4 separate regions of the Mus musculus genome follow, and all the other regions are linked to region 1. Evidence: chromatin contacts called from public Hi-C and promoter capture Hi-C data. All regions are on one chromosome and are shown on one strand. Each heading gives the region's core, a stretch centred on a gene start, on an enhancer-like site or on the middle of the called end of the contact. The rest is flanking DNA. Distances are from core to core; before and after follow the strand shown. Region 1 holds the start of Ccn1 (cellular communication network factor 1). Region 2 holds the start of Mcoln2 (mucolipin 2). Region 3 holds the start of Col24a1 (collagen, type XXIV, alpha 1). Region 4 overlaps Col24a1 (collagen, type XXIV, alpha 1).

The links. Promoter capture Hi-C pulls out the DNA fragments that hold promoters and counts their contacts. A called contact is a pair of places that touch in the nucleus more often than the background predicts.
Region 2: a promoter capture Hi-C map of stem cell-derived epiblast-like cells shows a contact between it and region 1, with 4 times the contacts expected there. The contact joins the promoter of Mcoln2 here to the promoter of Ccn1 in region 1. A contact is called at or near these places in 5 of 39 promoter capture datasets (embryonic stem cells, hippocampal neurons, liver and 1 more).
Region 3: a Hi-C map of embryonic fibroblasts shows a contact between it and region 1, with 2.1 times the contacts expected there. The contact joins the promoter of Col24a1 here to the promoter of Ccn1 in region 1. A contact is called at or near these places in 3 of 39 promoter capture datasets (the 3T3-L1 cell line, cranial neural crest and maxillary cranial neural crest) and 2 of 484 Hi-C or Micro-C datasets (embryonic fibroblasts and palatal mesenchyme).
Region 4: a contact with region 1 is called in a promoter capture Hi-C map of the 3T3-L1 cell line, with 4 times the contacts expected there. The contact joins the enhancer-like site here to the promoter of Ccn1 in region 1. A contact is called at or near these places in 4 of 39 promoter capture datasets (the 3T3-L1 cell line, the C10 cell line and cranial neural crest) and 1 of 15 datasets of contacts at CTCF or cohesin (the NIH/3T3 cell line).

What each region holds. Positions count from the first base shown.
Region 1 is chr3:145,648,469-145,651,776 of GRCm38.p6, reverse strand. Ccn1 (cellular communication network factor 1) reads left to right here and starts at 1,792. Exons shown (of 5, transcript NM_010516.2): 1 at 1,792-2,047; 2 at 2,342-2,555; 3 at 2,900-3,244. The coding sequence starts at 1,985. It overlaps Gm17501 (a long non-coding RNA gene), which reads right to left and starts at 1,700. Exons shown (of 3, transcript XR_003954574.1): 1 at 857-1,700; 2 at 1-394.
Region 2 is chr3:146,148,260-146,151,567 of GRCm38.p6, reverse strand. It overlaps Mcoln2 (mucolipin 2), which reads right to left and starts at 1,735. Exons shown (of 14, transcript NM_026656.5): 1 at 1,562-1,735. The coding sequence starts at 1,638.
Region 3 is chr3:145,290,742-145,294,049 of GRCm38.p6, reverse strand. It overlaps Col24a1 (collagen, type XXIV, alpha 1), which reads right to left and starts at 1,578. Exons shown (of 60, transcript NM_027770.3): 1 at 887-1,578. The coding sequence starts at 942.
Region 4 is chr3:145,372,687-145,375,994 of GRCm38.p6, reverse strand. All of the region lies in intron 19 of Col24a1 (collagen, type XXIV, alpha 1), which reads right to left. Among named protein-coding and RNA genes, the nearest start is that of Gm35133, 18 kb to the left of the region's middle. Within about 2 kb of position 1,779, at least 15 of the 459 cell types and tissues checked have an H3K27ac peak or open chromatin away from gene starts, as enhancers often do.

The DNA of each region.
Region 1 (3,308 bases), core at 543-3,042:
GCGCCTCCTTCTACCCTGTTCCTTGCCTTCTCCACCCTCACCCCCTACCCTCCCGAGCTTCCCTAAGATGGAAACAATGAACTGTGCGCAGGAGGAACTGTTCTCTAATAAATCGGCCAGCCGAGGGGACCAGGCCTAGGCTTTGCTTTCATTATTTGCATAACACTTGACAACCCATTGTCTTTAAAAGTCCCCACCCCCAGAAAGCCTTGGAGAACCTACCGCCTCTAGCAAATTCCTCCAGGACTTACGAAAGGGCGCTTTTGAATGAATGAACTTAACTCTTTCCAGTAACAGCTGTCTTCACTGGAGTGTGCGCAACAGCCTCTCCTTCTCACTGGAGTCATTCATAGAACAGGCAACGCAGGAGGCTCTCTTAAGCAAGATCGCGAAGCTGCAAAGGCAGAGAGGCCCTAAATATTAAAAATGAAGAAAAGCTATCCCAGTTTATGAATGGCATTAATAACCCCAAATAGGGTCTTGTGTGGGAGGGGTGTCTTCAGTTGTATGTTTAATAAGATCTTAAAACCCAACTTCCTCTATTACAGTGTTGCCTTCTAAATCCCTCATGTCTCGGAACTTGGAGGGAGCCACTGCACTACCCTTGAAAAAGAAGGCTTCTAAGTGATCCAAAACAAAGGAGTTAAACACATGGACGGGCCCAGACACACACACACACACACACACACACACACACACACTCACACACACGGGGGGGGGGCAAACAAATACACACAGCGAGACACATAGGGGGCGGTGGGGGAGGGTGTCTGCAAACACCCCGAGTCTTTTTTCCAGCTATCCACAGGGCACAATGGTCCTGTTAGAATCTGTTTTGTCCCGGTAGCTTTTGCACCTGGTGATTTCAGGACAAGTCACTCCACGGTGGTCTCCTCCGCTTCTGCTTTGGCTGCTCAGTTTCCACCGCCGCCAGTCCAGGGAGAGAGGCCAGGAGGGTTGACCCGGCCTCCGGCATCCGTGAGGAAGTGGACGTCAGGCTCCGGGAGAACTCTGCACTCGTTTCCTCTTGGATTTCCAATGCAGGCAGTGGGCTGGAACTAAAACTGGGAACCTCCAAAAACAAACAAGTACAACATACCAAAAAAAAGGGGGAGGGATGAGGGAAGACCTCTGGCTGGAAATATGCCAGCGAAGAGGGAAGCTTCCCTCCCCCCCCCCATTCATAAATGCCACTCCGGGTATTAATTTGCAATACACTTCTCTTGGCTAATAAACATCATGCCAAAGCTTTGGGACTTGATCCGAGCATGCCTCTTTGAAGTCCACAAATAGATCCCTGGCTTAGAAACCAACTCCCCCTCCCCTTTGGACTCTCAGTAGATAACTTTACTCTCACCTTGGTTGTAAACAAGCAAACAGCTCGCTGCCTTTCCCGGTAGGCATCACCAAACAAAACCACTTTTGTTCCTCTGTCTCCCGCCCTCCCATGTCTAGGCAAAGATCTGAAGGGTTCACACCAACACATACACCACGCCCCCCCCCCCCATATACCCTCTTCAATCAAAATCATCACCCTCGCGCCCCAAGCATCCCGCCCTCCCCAAAGGAAGTTGTTATTTAAAGTGGAAAAAAACGAACTTTTTTTTCTCTCTGATGGATCTGAGAAGAGGGGGGAAAAGGTGCAACGGAGCCAGGGGAGGTGCTTGGCAGCAGCCCGCGCCAACCAACATTCCTGAGATGTTTGAGAATTCTAGAACGCGCCGACAGAGCTACGTCACTGCAACACGCGGCGCCTAGGCAGGCATTATAAAGGGCGGGCTCCCGGCGCTGGGGCAGACCGTGAGCGAGAGCGCCCCAGAGAAGCGCCTGCAATCTCTGCGCCTCCTCCGCCAGCACCTCGAGAGAAGGACACCCGCCGCCTCGGCCCTCGCCTCACCGCACTCCGGGCGCATTTGATCCCGCTGCTCGCCGGCTTGTTGGTTCTGTGTCGCCGCGCTCGCCCCGGTTCCTCCTGCGCGCCACAATGAGCTCCAGCACCTTCAGGACGCTCGCTGTCGCCGTCACCCTTCTCCACTTGACCAGACTGGTGAGTTGGATTTTTTTTTTTAACCACTGCTTCCCGGTCTGCCCTCATCGATTCCTTTCCCCGGGCCATGATCTTTCACCGCAGGGAAAGTTAGACTGAAAAGTTCGGAGGTAGCTGTTGCTTTATGCCCAGGGGGCCTCTTCCTGGGACGCAGCCGCTGGGGTGGTCAGGCTGCCGGGACGCGATCGAGACACTTCTGGTGGACGGAGCCCCACAGCCAGACCTAGGCTCAGGGCAGTTTACGTGCCTCCCCGAGCAATGCAAAGCAATCTCACGCGCTTCTCCCTCTTGCAGGCGCTCTCCACCTGCCCCGCCGCCTGCCACTGCCCTCTGGAGGCACCCAAGTGCGCCCCGGGAGTCGGGTTGGTCCGGGACGGCTGCGGCTGCTGTAAGGTCTGCGCTAAACAACTCAACGAGGACTGCAGCAAAACTCAGCCCTGCGACCACACCAAGGGGTTGGAATGCAATTTCGGCGCCAGCTCCACCGCTCTGAAAGGGATCTGCAGAGGTAAGAGGCTTGTGGTTTGGCCCCTTTAAAAAAAATAATAGTCCCCATAGTCCAGAAGTTTAGTAATTTTGAGACCATGTATGGTGGACGCTTTGTTGATGGTAGCTTGGCAGAAAGGCACATGATTTCAGCAGTCTGGAATGCAATTCAGAGTGTCTGGGCCCAACGAAAAGCGCATACGGAAAAGTGATTCCTGACTAACTTATTGTTCAGCTCTGGAGTCTCGGGGGAACTGTAGGGAACTTTACCATACATTGAATTGAACAGCGGAAAATATGTATGAGTTTCAGCCTGTGGCGGCGAATCTTAACCTTCTCCTCTCTCTCTTTTGGTCGTCTTTGCAGCTCAGTCAGAAGGCAGACCCTGTGAATATAACTCCAGAATCTACCAAAACGGGGAAAGCTTCCAGCCCAACTGTAAACACCAGTGCACATGTATTGATGGCGCCGTGGGCTGCATTCCTCTGTGTCCCCAAGAACTGTCTCTCCCCAATCTGGGCTGTCCCAACCCCCGGCTGGTGAAAGTCAGCGGGCAGTGCTGTGAAGAGTGGGTTTGTGATGAAGACAGCATTAAGGACTCCCTGGACGACCAGGATGACCTCCTCGGACTCGATGCCTCGGAGGTGGAGTTAACGAGAAACAATGAGTTAATCGCAATTGGAAAAGGCAGCTCACTGAAGAGGCTTCCTGGTAAGTGGATATAGAGTCCTTAAGACACTGTGCAGAAATGCTTTCTTGGTCTGCAACTTTGTAG
Region 2 (3,308 bases), core at 486-2,985, 500 kb before region 1:
CACCGTTCTCAAAGTTGCTCCAATGTTTTCTTTTCGTGGATGCGCGTGTATTCGTGTACGTGCACATGCATGCACACGTGTTGTGCATGTGGGGACAACTGTGGGTGTCATCTTCAGGAACAACACAGACCTCCTGTGAGACAGTGTCTCTCACTGGCCTGGAGCTCTGAAATTAGGGCTGACTGGCTGGCTAGTGAACTTTGGGGGGGGGGGGTCCTCCTGTCTCCTGCCTGTTGTGCACTGGGATTACAGGTCCCAAGTACTGTCACCTGGCTCCAACAGTGTTCTTTGAGTTTGCAAGAAAACACCTCTGGCCGGGCGCCTTTAATCCCAGCACTTGGGAGGCAGAGACAGGGGGATTTCTGAGTTCGAGGCCAGCCTGGTCTACAGAGTGAGTTCCAGGACAGCCAGGGCTACACAGAGAAACCCTGTCTCGAAAAAAACAAAAACAAAAGAAAAGAACACACCTCTGTAGCCCCACCAACATGGTTTTATAGTTCAAAACCGGTCTTTTGAAGGTCTGAGAAGTCTATGCCACCCTTGCAGAAAAGCATCCATTCAGGTAGCCATCATAGACTAACTTCCCTATGGCTCAGTTTCCTTGCTGGCTTCAAGAACATCCTGCTAGGAAGGAGAGGCCGCTCCCTGCTCCCTTAGAAAACTTTAACAGCCCGCCACTATTTGTTTTAAGAGCAGCAAGCAGGAGCCAAAGGCCACTTTGTCCTCACCTCCCCGGCTCAATTGCGCTGCTGCAGACATTCAAACTCAGGAGAGGCCGCTTGGCAGAGCCACCTGGCTTCACTGAACGCCTTTTCATAGAGCTGGGGAAACCAGGGTTGACCACACCGCAACCCTCCCACCTAAGAAAAAGTCGGTTTGTTCCGGAAGGCAAACAATCAGCCTCATTTTTAACCGAGTGCAAGCAGTTAGCATTAGTTTGCCCGGGGTAGCAAGAACTCTAAGGTAGAGCAAACCAGGATCTTTTCAGAGTCCTGTCACCAGGAAAGAAACACACACACACACACACACACACACACACACATACACACCAAAAAACAAAAGTCATAAAACATCTGATCCCTCTCTGTCTCTCCGGGTCTCTTGCCTGGGAAAACCGTCAGTTTCAGGGCCAGCCATCCTCCTTCAGAACTTTCCAGGGCTCCCGGGACTGAAGGAGCTAGACCCATTCCCCGCCCAGAGGTTCAGTGGCCCCCAAATGAAAGCCTTAGGGGACCAAAGCCTCTTACCCTTCCAGTCAGCGCTCTGATCTCAGCCCCGGGACTTTGCGGAAAAGCGGCTGTGTGCACCCTGGTCGCTACGCGTGGCCCTGTCCTCCCGCCACGCCCCCCGCGTCCCCACCCTCGGCCGCTGACTTCCTTCAGCGCTGGGCGACCCAGGGCGCTGTCACGAAGGACTTTTGCTACGTAGCGGAGAGCCCGGACGCGAGGCAGAATGGGGTCCACGTGTGAGCTCAGGGACACCTTCTCGGCGGGAGATATTCCAGGAGGGGACGCTGGAATCCAGACGACCACCAGACATGGTCCACTGGGGGAGTACCCACCTGTGGTGGGGACCCCAAGTCAGGTCCGGGACGCGGTTCCACGCAGGCAGGTCCAGCGTCTCCTCGTCTCCGGGCATGACGTGACCCCAAATTCCCTCAGTCCCCACGGTCCCCACACCCGGCTCCGCCTACGGGTGTCTGCGAGATGCAGGTGGAGTGGACGCCCTTATAAAGGGAAGTCGTCCGGAAAGCCTGCTATGAGGCCGCCCGTCGTCCACCCCGCCCCCCTGGCCGTCCTGACCTCCTCCCTCCCGCCCCATTCCCCACCCCACCACCCCACCCCCGCCCCCAGACCTCTGACTCCTTCAAAAGTTCATTGCATTTCTTTTGAGCTCACCATGTGGCCCACACTGGCAACCAGAGCAATCCTCCGGCCTCAGCCTCCTGAGTACTAAGATTACAACAAGCACGTGCTACCAACGCTGGGATTTTGGACAAGTAAAGTGTTGGTACTGAGTTCTACCGGATGCTCCTCCCTCTTGGAATCAATAAGTTCGTGGGGATGGGTTTCTTCACTAAGGAGTCTTTATTCTGATAACTCCCTAACAAGTAGTTAGGATGACAGGGCAAGCATGTGGAAAGCAAGACCCCAGCCTCAGCCACCAAGTCAGCTTTCTGCAGCCAGTCTGCTTGACCCCTGAGTAGCCCAGAGTAGCCCACCCCAGCGGCCTCTATGCCCTTCCCCCTTGTTGCCTGAAAGCAGGGGCTTCAAGACAATTGGTTTCTATGAACCTGGCTACAGTACCCAACCTGAAGCTAGCAGGGCCTTTTGGACAGAACCGGCTCAGAGGCTCCTGTCGTCACCATGCAGTGGAGCTAACTAAACCCCTAAGTTTCCAGGCTATGTGCGTTAGGAAGTGTTCGAAAGGTCCCCATGTTTAGCTAGGGCAAAGGACAGTTTGTAGAGGATTATGTAGAAAGAGCTGGACAGAGCCTTTTGGACCCTTTGTGTAAGGTTTTTGTTTTTTGTTTTGTTTTGTTTTTTGCTTTTTGAGACAACCTCATATAACTGAGACTGGCCTCCAACTTGCTATGAAGCTGACGCTGGCCTTGAACCTGGTCCTCCTGTCTGCACCTCACAAGGGCTGTTGGTGTTGAGGAATATTCTGCCCCACCCCCACCCTTCCAAATCTACTCTGTTTTAAAAAGTCACTTTCCAAAAACTACTGGGTAAAAATGCTTGAGTTTTGTTTGTTTTTGTTTTTCCAAATTTCTTTTAGGAAATACGCTTACTGGGTATGGAAAGTCTGAGAAAGTCTGTCTGAAAAGTCACAGTGCCCACCGTACCTTCATGCTCAGGATTCTGTACACTGCCCCCTCCCCCCAGTGTAGCCAGTCCTGGGTTTGACCCCAGAATCATGGGGTGGACAGAGAGAATCCATTCCAGCAAGTCCTCTGGTCTCTGCAAGTCATGAGTGATACCTATGTGTGGGGTACACACACACACACACACACACACACACACACACACACACACGAGAGAGAGAGAGAGAGAGAGAGAGAGAGAGAGAGAGAGAGAGAGAGTGTATGTGTTCACAGACATTTGTTACTACTCCCAAGTCACATAAACAGCCACTAGCAGACGAACTCTTTCTATTTAGGTCTCTGACACTCCAAAACCTTTCTTCTTACTATATCTACCCACTGACAAGACAGGTCATTAAACAGTTGCTGGTGTCCAGTAACTTTCTTCATTGGCAAATGTTTCTCTAAACAGATTCCCACCTGTGACAATCTAGAAACAGTC
Region 3 (3,308 bases), core at 329-2,828, 360 kb after region 1:
GTCCTCCTCCCACCTACAACTCAGCAGCCTTCCTCCCTGTATCTCAGGGATCAGATGCAAACTTGGATAACCCACTGGCCCCTATAGGGGCACCCAGGCAGGCTGCCAACGATCCGTCAAGCCCACACTTTTCCCCAGCGTAGGGATAAGGACAGGTATGGTATCTACAGGGGAAAGAGGTCTGCCTGCACGTCCTACCCTTTCATGCCTTCCAACCCTATCCTGGCTGTGAGCACTACTTCTCCACTGACAGAACGTATGTCAGGGCTAGCTACAACTCCAGATGCGAGAGTTATGTCTGTTGGTCTTCTAAAAAAACAGAGAAAGAATTAAAAGAGGTGACCCCCTCAGATCCTCCGGCTTTCTGGGCTCTGTAGATAGGCATCCTTTCTCACCACCTAAATTTAACCCCAATCCTGTGCTTGCGGAATCCACAGGATTGCTGGTGTCCTAGCAGTCATCCAGGCTGGGTGCCCCAGACAGCTGGAAGTAGGACTTCAGCCAAAACTGAAAGAGGAAAAGGGGAGGGGGTGAGAGGATAGTTGGAGTTAGAGCCCAGGCGGGTGTCAGAGCGGCTCTGCAACCGCCTGGGGCAGTGGCCGAGGGGATGTTGGGACACAGGCCAGCAAGCTTTTCCTCCTCAGCCACAGGATTGCTTTAGCATAAACTGAGACTCGCTGGCAGAAGCTTGCTTCCTTTCAAACACGGTATTTTACAAGTTGAGAAGTCAAGAGGAGGAGGATGCCACGGCAGCTCGCAGGCTCCCTACTCCAAAAGGTACCAAGGAGCACAGATCTCCAGCTCCACTGCGGATTCAGTGGGTGGTGAGAGGGGGTTTGGTCTAAAGCCCCTTCCTCCCCCCTCGGGCGGCGGGTGGGCTACTTACGTTTCTGTGGTGGGGGAGACCTTTCCATGCCTTGTCCTGTAGGCTCCTAAATGCATTTGTATGCATTTGTCCCTGCAGCAAAGCACTAACGGAAAACAGAAGCCAGCTCCGAACTGCTAAAGGTGCAGGTACTGTCCATGAAAAGGGGGAAAATCACATGAGAACCATGCTCCTACCCGCAGAACGGAGTGTAGGGTGGGGTAAGGGATGAAGCAGTATGGGGGTAGGAAGCAGCACCCAGGGAGAAAGATAGCTAGGATGCTCCCTGCCTGACTGCAGCCGGGGTCGCTCTCCCCTGGGGGGACCAGAGGTGAGAGAGACTTCACCCTGAGGCAGTTGGGAGCAGCGGCAACAGCCAGAGCTAGGTTTCCAGAGCAGCCCTGGAGTTCACTTGCGGTTCAAAGGAGACTCCGTGACTCCAGAAGAGCTCTCTGCTTTGGGCCTGGGAGGAGAAAGGCGGGGTGGGAGGTGGGGGTGGGAAGAAGGAGATGAAAGTAGGGGAGGAAGTCCTTGGGAGCAGCCTGCGCCCAAACATTTGTCAAACAAGCACACACACCCACTTGGGAAATCAAGTTGGTGCCGAGGGGGCCGGTGGCAACTGCAGGCGCTTGACTGCCGGCTGCTTCGCCTGGAAGAAGAGGAGCCTAGTAAATCCGGCTGGTGTTAAATTTCACCGCGCACTGACTTGCAATGACGTCACTAAACACGGAGCACACCTCCCCCTCTGCCCCGCAACCTTCTTCCACCCCAGAGCTGCCCCCAGCTGCCCTGGTCCACCAACCTAGCAGGGTCAGGCTGGGCTAGCTGCACCCTGAGCTCTCAAGTGACCTTTTGCCACCCCTTGAGATGTACCCACTTCCTAGCTGTAGGTGATTTGGGGTCACTCCTTCCTCTCTCTCCCTGTACCAGTGGGTTCTCATTTCATGTGTGTCTCTTGCATGCCTCTCCATCCATCAGGCTTTTTCTTTACTATCTTTCTTCACACCTGGGATCCTCCTGAGCTCAGCTAATTTTTTATTCCTTTCCCTGCTTGGGGGGGGGGGGGTCCCAGTGGTCTTAGTAATGAAGCAGACCGGCTTCCGTTGTTGTTGCCTGTCTCTTTCTCCATTAACTGCCCTTCCCATATACTATCTCTAGTGACTTTCCTGTAATTCACCTTTCCACTTAGTCCCTGGGCCTGACTCTGTTACAAGTCTAGATTCGTACTGTGCACTCATGCAAGGACCTGCTATCACACAGCCTTACAACTTACACCTCTGATTGCTGTGACAGGCTTTCAGTCTGAGTTCCTATTTTCAGTCTTTTAATACTGGAAAGTCGAGCTTATGAATTTGCTCATAATAAAAACACTAAATATTCTCATCTAATTTTTCTGACTGATGTTTGTAAATTTAGTGAGACCCACATCTATCTATTCTTTGGCTGTCTGTTATGCTTTTAGCACCTACAACCACGTGACGTGTCTACTGAGGGAGGACCGTGTGTGACAATACCCTTTCTCTACAGTTTCTACTCTCTGCATCCTCAGCTAATGGTCTTTCCATTTGCTGAGCAGGAGCCCGCCTTGGGGCAACAGTGAAGGTTAAAGTCCAACAATGCAAAAATCTGATATTACTCTCATACCATATTTTTTCTCTAGGACTGGACTTTGATCTGCCTTCCTCTTTAATTGCTAACTGTTGATTTTGCAATGATGCTTCATTGATAGAAAAGTAACAAAATATTGGCATTCTTATAGATCCTTTCTCTGTCATGCCTCAAGTTCCCTGTAGAAACTTCTCTGCAGAGTAGGTGTGTACACCCATCAATGCATTGACAGTGGATTCTGTTTCCAAGGAACAGACTATGAAAATGTAGATCAAAGTCGAACTTATAAACCTATGTGCAGAACCACAGGAGACAGAACTCAAAGCACAGTGTAACAACTGAAATGTAAGAGCATCATACAGTATCAGCACTGTCCTAGGTAGATGTACACTTCATTTATCCTCTAAATAAATCCTTTATAATAGCCATTGACTTTTATCTCCATTATACAAAGGAGGAAATTAAGTCAGGAAGAAGTTAAATCCCCTAAGATCATTACACTGATAAGACTCAAACCAGTTCAGACCGGCTTTGGATGCAGTGCAAGTTTCCAATATCCCCTTTTTTCCTTTCTTACTCATTTCTCCCTCCTTCCTCTTTTTCACAAAAGTTTTAAGACAAGGAGTTAGGAAAATCACACACAATACTCTGCCGTGGTTGCTATGAAGATGCAAGATTCTGTGTATAACAGAGGTGATGGATTTGTAACAGTTTGAACCTAATTTGAAACAATTAGTCTTAAATATAAACACTATTTTTTTTTTAGAGATGAGACCCCTTTAAGGAAGAAAACAATTACATTCATGTAATTATTTATCAATAAATGTTTATGCAA
Region 4 (3,308 bases), core at 530-3,029, 280 kb after region 1:
GGTAGCCACTCAGTGACAAGTGTATTACACTCGGTCCCTTCCCATCTCAGTGTTGTCAGTGTCCCCACAGACAATGGGTACCATTTGTTGCTTCCTTGTTTGGAGCTTCTACTGTACTATACCAAATGCTCAATCCATAGCATTTAATTTCACAGGTCATAGTCTCTGAATCAGAGCCTGCTTCACACGGTAGGAAGCTGAGCCCAGGATACAACCTTGTGGCCTTGAGTTACTCTGCAACATAGAGGCAGCCTTCCTCACTCAGCATTGAAGCAGCCTTTTAAAGGTGAAACCAAGTGCCATGTTGTATACTCATTAAAAACCCTTCTCGTGGCACTTGTCCTGGATAGGGAAACTCTGAGGAGACCAAGAAGTAGGGGGTTGGGGGGAGGCTTGGTCTTATTTACTGTAATTCTCAACGATACACTGTGATTCATATTTCATGTCACACAGCCCTAGACCCTACAGAGTCTGAGGTCATGGCACTCAAATGTGTCTCTCTTGTCAGGAAACGCCATGAGGTTCCTGGAAAATCTAAAGTTATGGCTGCCCCTGGGACTCTTCGGGTTTCTTGTGGCCAAATATGAACAAACAGAAAGAAAAGTCATTCTACAAGCATGCCTAACAGACTCACAGAATTATGAGCAAGGAGACGGCTTTTACACAACAAGGCAGGAAGGAATACATGGATCACAGATGAGAACTTAGGGGCCTCGTGGTGTGTGTCCTTCAGTTATGACATTTTAGGCTATACCACCAAGTATAAAGAGGAGAGTGGAGGCTGGAGAGAGGAGATCCAGTTGTGATCCATAGCAATACAAAAGTTGCTATGGTTTCCAGCATGCATAGGAAGACTACAGGTGAGGTTTAAGTCGTGACACTATTCATGATTCCACAGTGATGCATCTGTCTAAACCTTTAAGATGTACGGTATTGAGTGACATAACACATTCGACAATATGCATGTATATGTCATAAATGTGGCAATTATTCCAAATTTTAAAAACGTTTCAAAAGGGCATTGACTGTTTTTAAAAAACATACTCAAATATATACATAATTTCTTCCTGACCCCTGCACTCACATCAGGAGAAATCACTACCTTTCCAGGGAACTTAGGGGCCAGGTGAGGATGTACTTCCAACTCTGATACTGTATTAGTTTCATCATGGTATGATTTACCATGAGAATTGAGTCAGAGACATAAGAAGCACGGGGAAGAACTCAAATAATGTCAGTTTGGAAGTCACACGAGGGCACAGCTGCAAAGCTCTAGGAAAATGTGATAAAGTTAACTCAGAAAATACTATAGTCTCAAACTTGAAAATAACACTGGGAAATCAATGTTATTTATGTGCACACGCAAAACCCACCAGCAAACATAAAGGTAGAGAAACTCTACCAAGAATTGCAACAAAAAAATATAACACTGGAGCCAGGTGTGGTGTTGGTGCACATCTTTAATTCCAGCACTTGGAAGAGAGAGCATGTGGATCTACTCTAAGATCTTAGAGTTCGAGGCCAGCCAGATCCACAGAGTTCCAGGACAGCCAGGGCTACACAGAGAAACTCTGTCTTGAAAAACCAAATAAATAAATAAATAAATAAATAAATAGGAACAAATTTACAAAGAACTATGCAAAACTATCATGTGGGAAAATTGTAAGTAATATTTCTCAAAAAAAAAGTAGAAAAGGAGATTTGGGCAAATGAAAGAAAGACAGGCATTGTTCTCGAGAAGATGACTCACTAGTGTGATCATATCAACACTCCCTTAATCTATCAGCACAGACTCTAGCCAATAAAAACAAGGATGGTATTTTTAATGAAGCTAGATAAGATGGATACTAAACTTTACATGGGAAAAATTATTCAAGGATACATGGAGAAATATTGAAAATGGGAAGCTAAGAGAACTTTTAGCCATTAAAACATTGACACAGAGCTTGTGCTGTTAGTGAGCACAGAAGCTGTCTGTGGGTAACAGTGCTAGAATAGTAGACCTCACTGCACTTTCACAAATCAGCCCTGTTCTCCCGGCTACTCTGTGCTATAGCTGTATGGGGTAGAGCTGTGAATGGCTGGCCTCTGCCATGCCATGGCTGCTACACACATGAGCTCATAGTAGCTGTGTTCTGCACAAGGTCAAGGTGGTTGAAAGTTTCAGCATTGAGGAAGGAGGGGTTTTTTCACTTCCACCCCAGCTGAGAGGCCCTTGGCAGGTGATGGCTGCTAAAGGACAGAGTCACTTTTCTTGCAGGGAAGGTGTCCAGTGTTAGGTTTCCCATGCCCTAGGGAATGACCCCACACACATGGGCATATGGGCTACTTGGACCTAGCGGGCTAAAACTGAGAGGAGGAGAAGAAGGAGGAGGAGGAGGGAGGAGGAGGAGGAACCAGACAGAGAGAGACAAAGAGATACACACACACACACACACACACACACACAGAGAGAGAGGGGGGGGGTGGGAGCAGGTTATGAAATTGGGAGGCAGACAAGAAATATGTTTGGTGGGAGTGAGGGAAGAGCTGGAGGGAGGGAATGTATACAGGTATGAAGGTTACAAAAATGTTCTAAAAGGAGTTTTAAAATAATAAAACTTAGGGAGCAAACTGGGGAGATGGCTCAGAGGTCAAGAGCACTTGAGGAGGGTTAAAAGCCTAGAAGACAAGAGTTTGAGTCCAGCACCCAAGCCACAGAGCCATAACCATCTGTCACTCCAGCTCCAGGAAATCTGACCCTTTCTACTGGCATCTGAGGGCACTTCCCATCTCCTGCATGCACATGCAGTAAATAAAAAAATACAATCTTAAAAATAAACAAATAAAAACCAATATGAAGGCGTCTAGTCCATGTGTGTGTTTCCGCTCGGTTCTAGCTTGGGATCCTCCACAGACTTAGCTACCACAGCTTTAGGTCAGATTCACCCAGGCCTCCCAGGGCTAGGCTTCTCTCCTTGCCTGCTCCTGCTCCTCCTGGACTAAATGGCAACTGGAAGGTTTTCACAGCAGAACTTACAAGTGACTTTCTTTTGTTACTTTGTATTATAAACATTGCAGAATGCTTTTTCTTTTCTTTCTGTGCCACGCTCTGCTGCAATGAGTGATACTAATAATTTAACAAGGTTGCTGGACCACAGGCCAGACAATTTCCAGGCAGAGACTTGGGGAATGCTCTGACTTTCCCCCAAGCCCAATGCCTTCCTAGTTTGGCAATGGTTCCATCCAGTCCAAATGAAGGTACTTGAGTGGTAAAGAATGGGAAGATAAAATGTGTTCATTGTCATTACAGTTTTTACTCTTTGAGG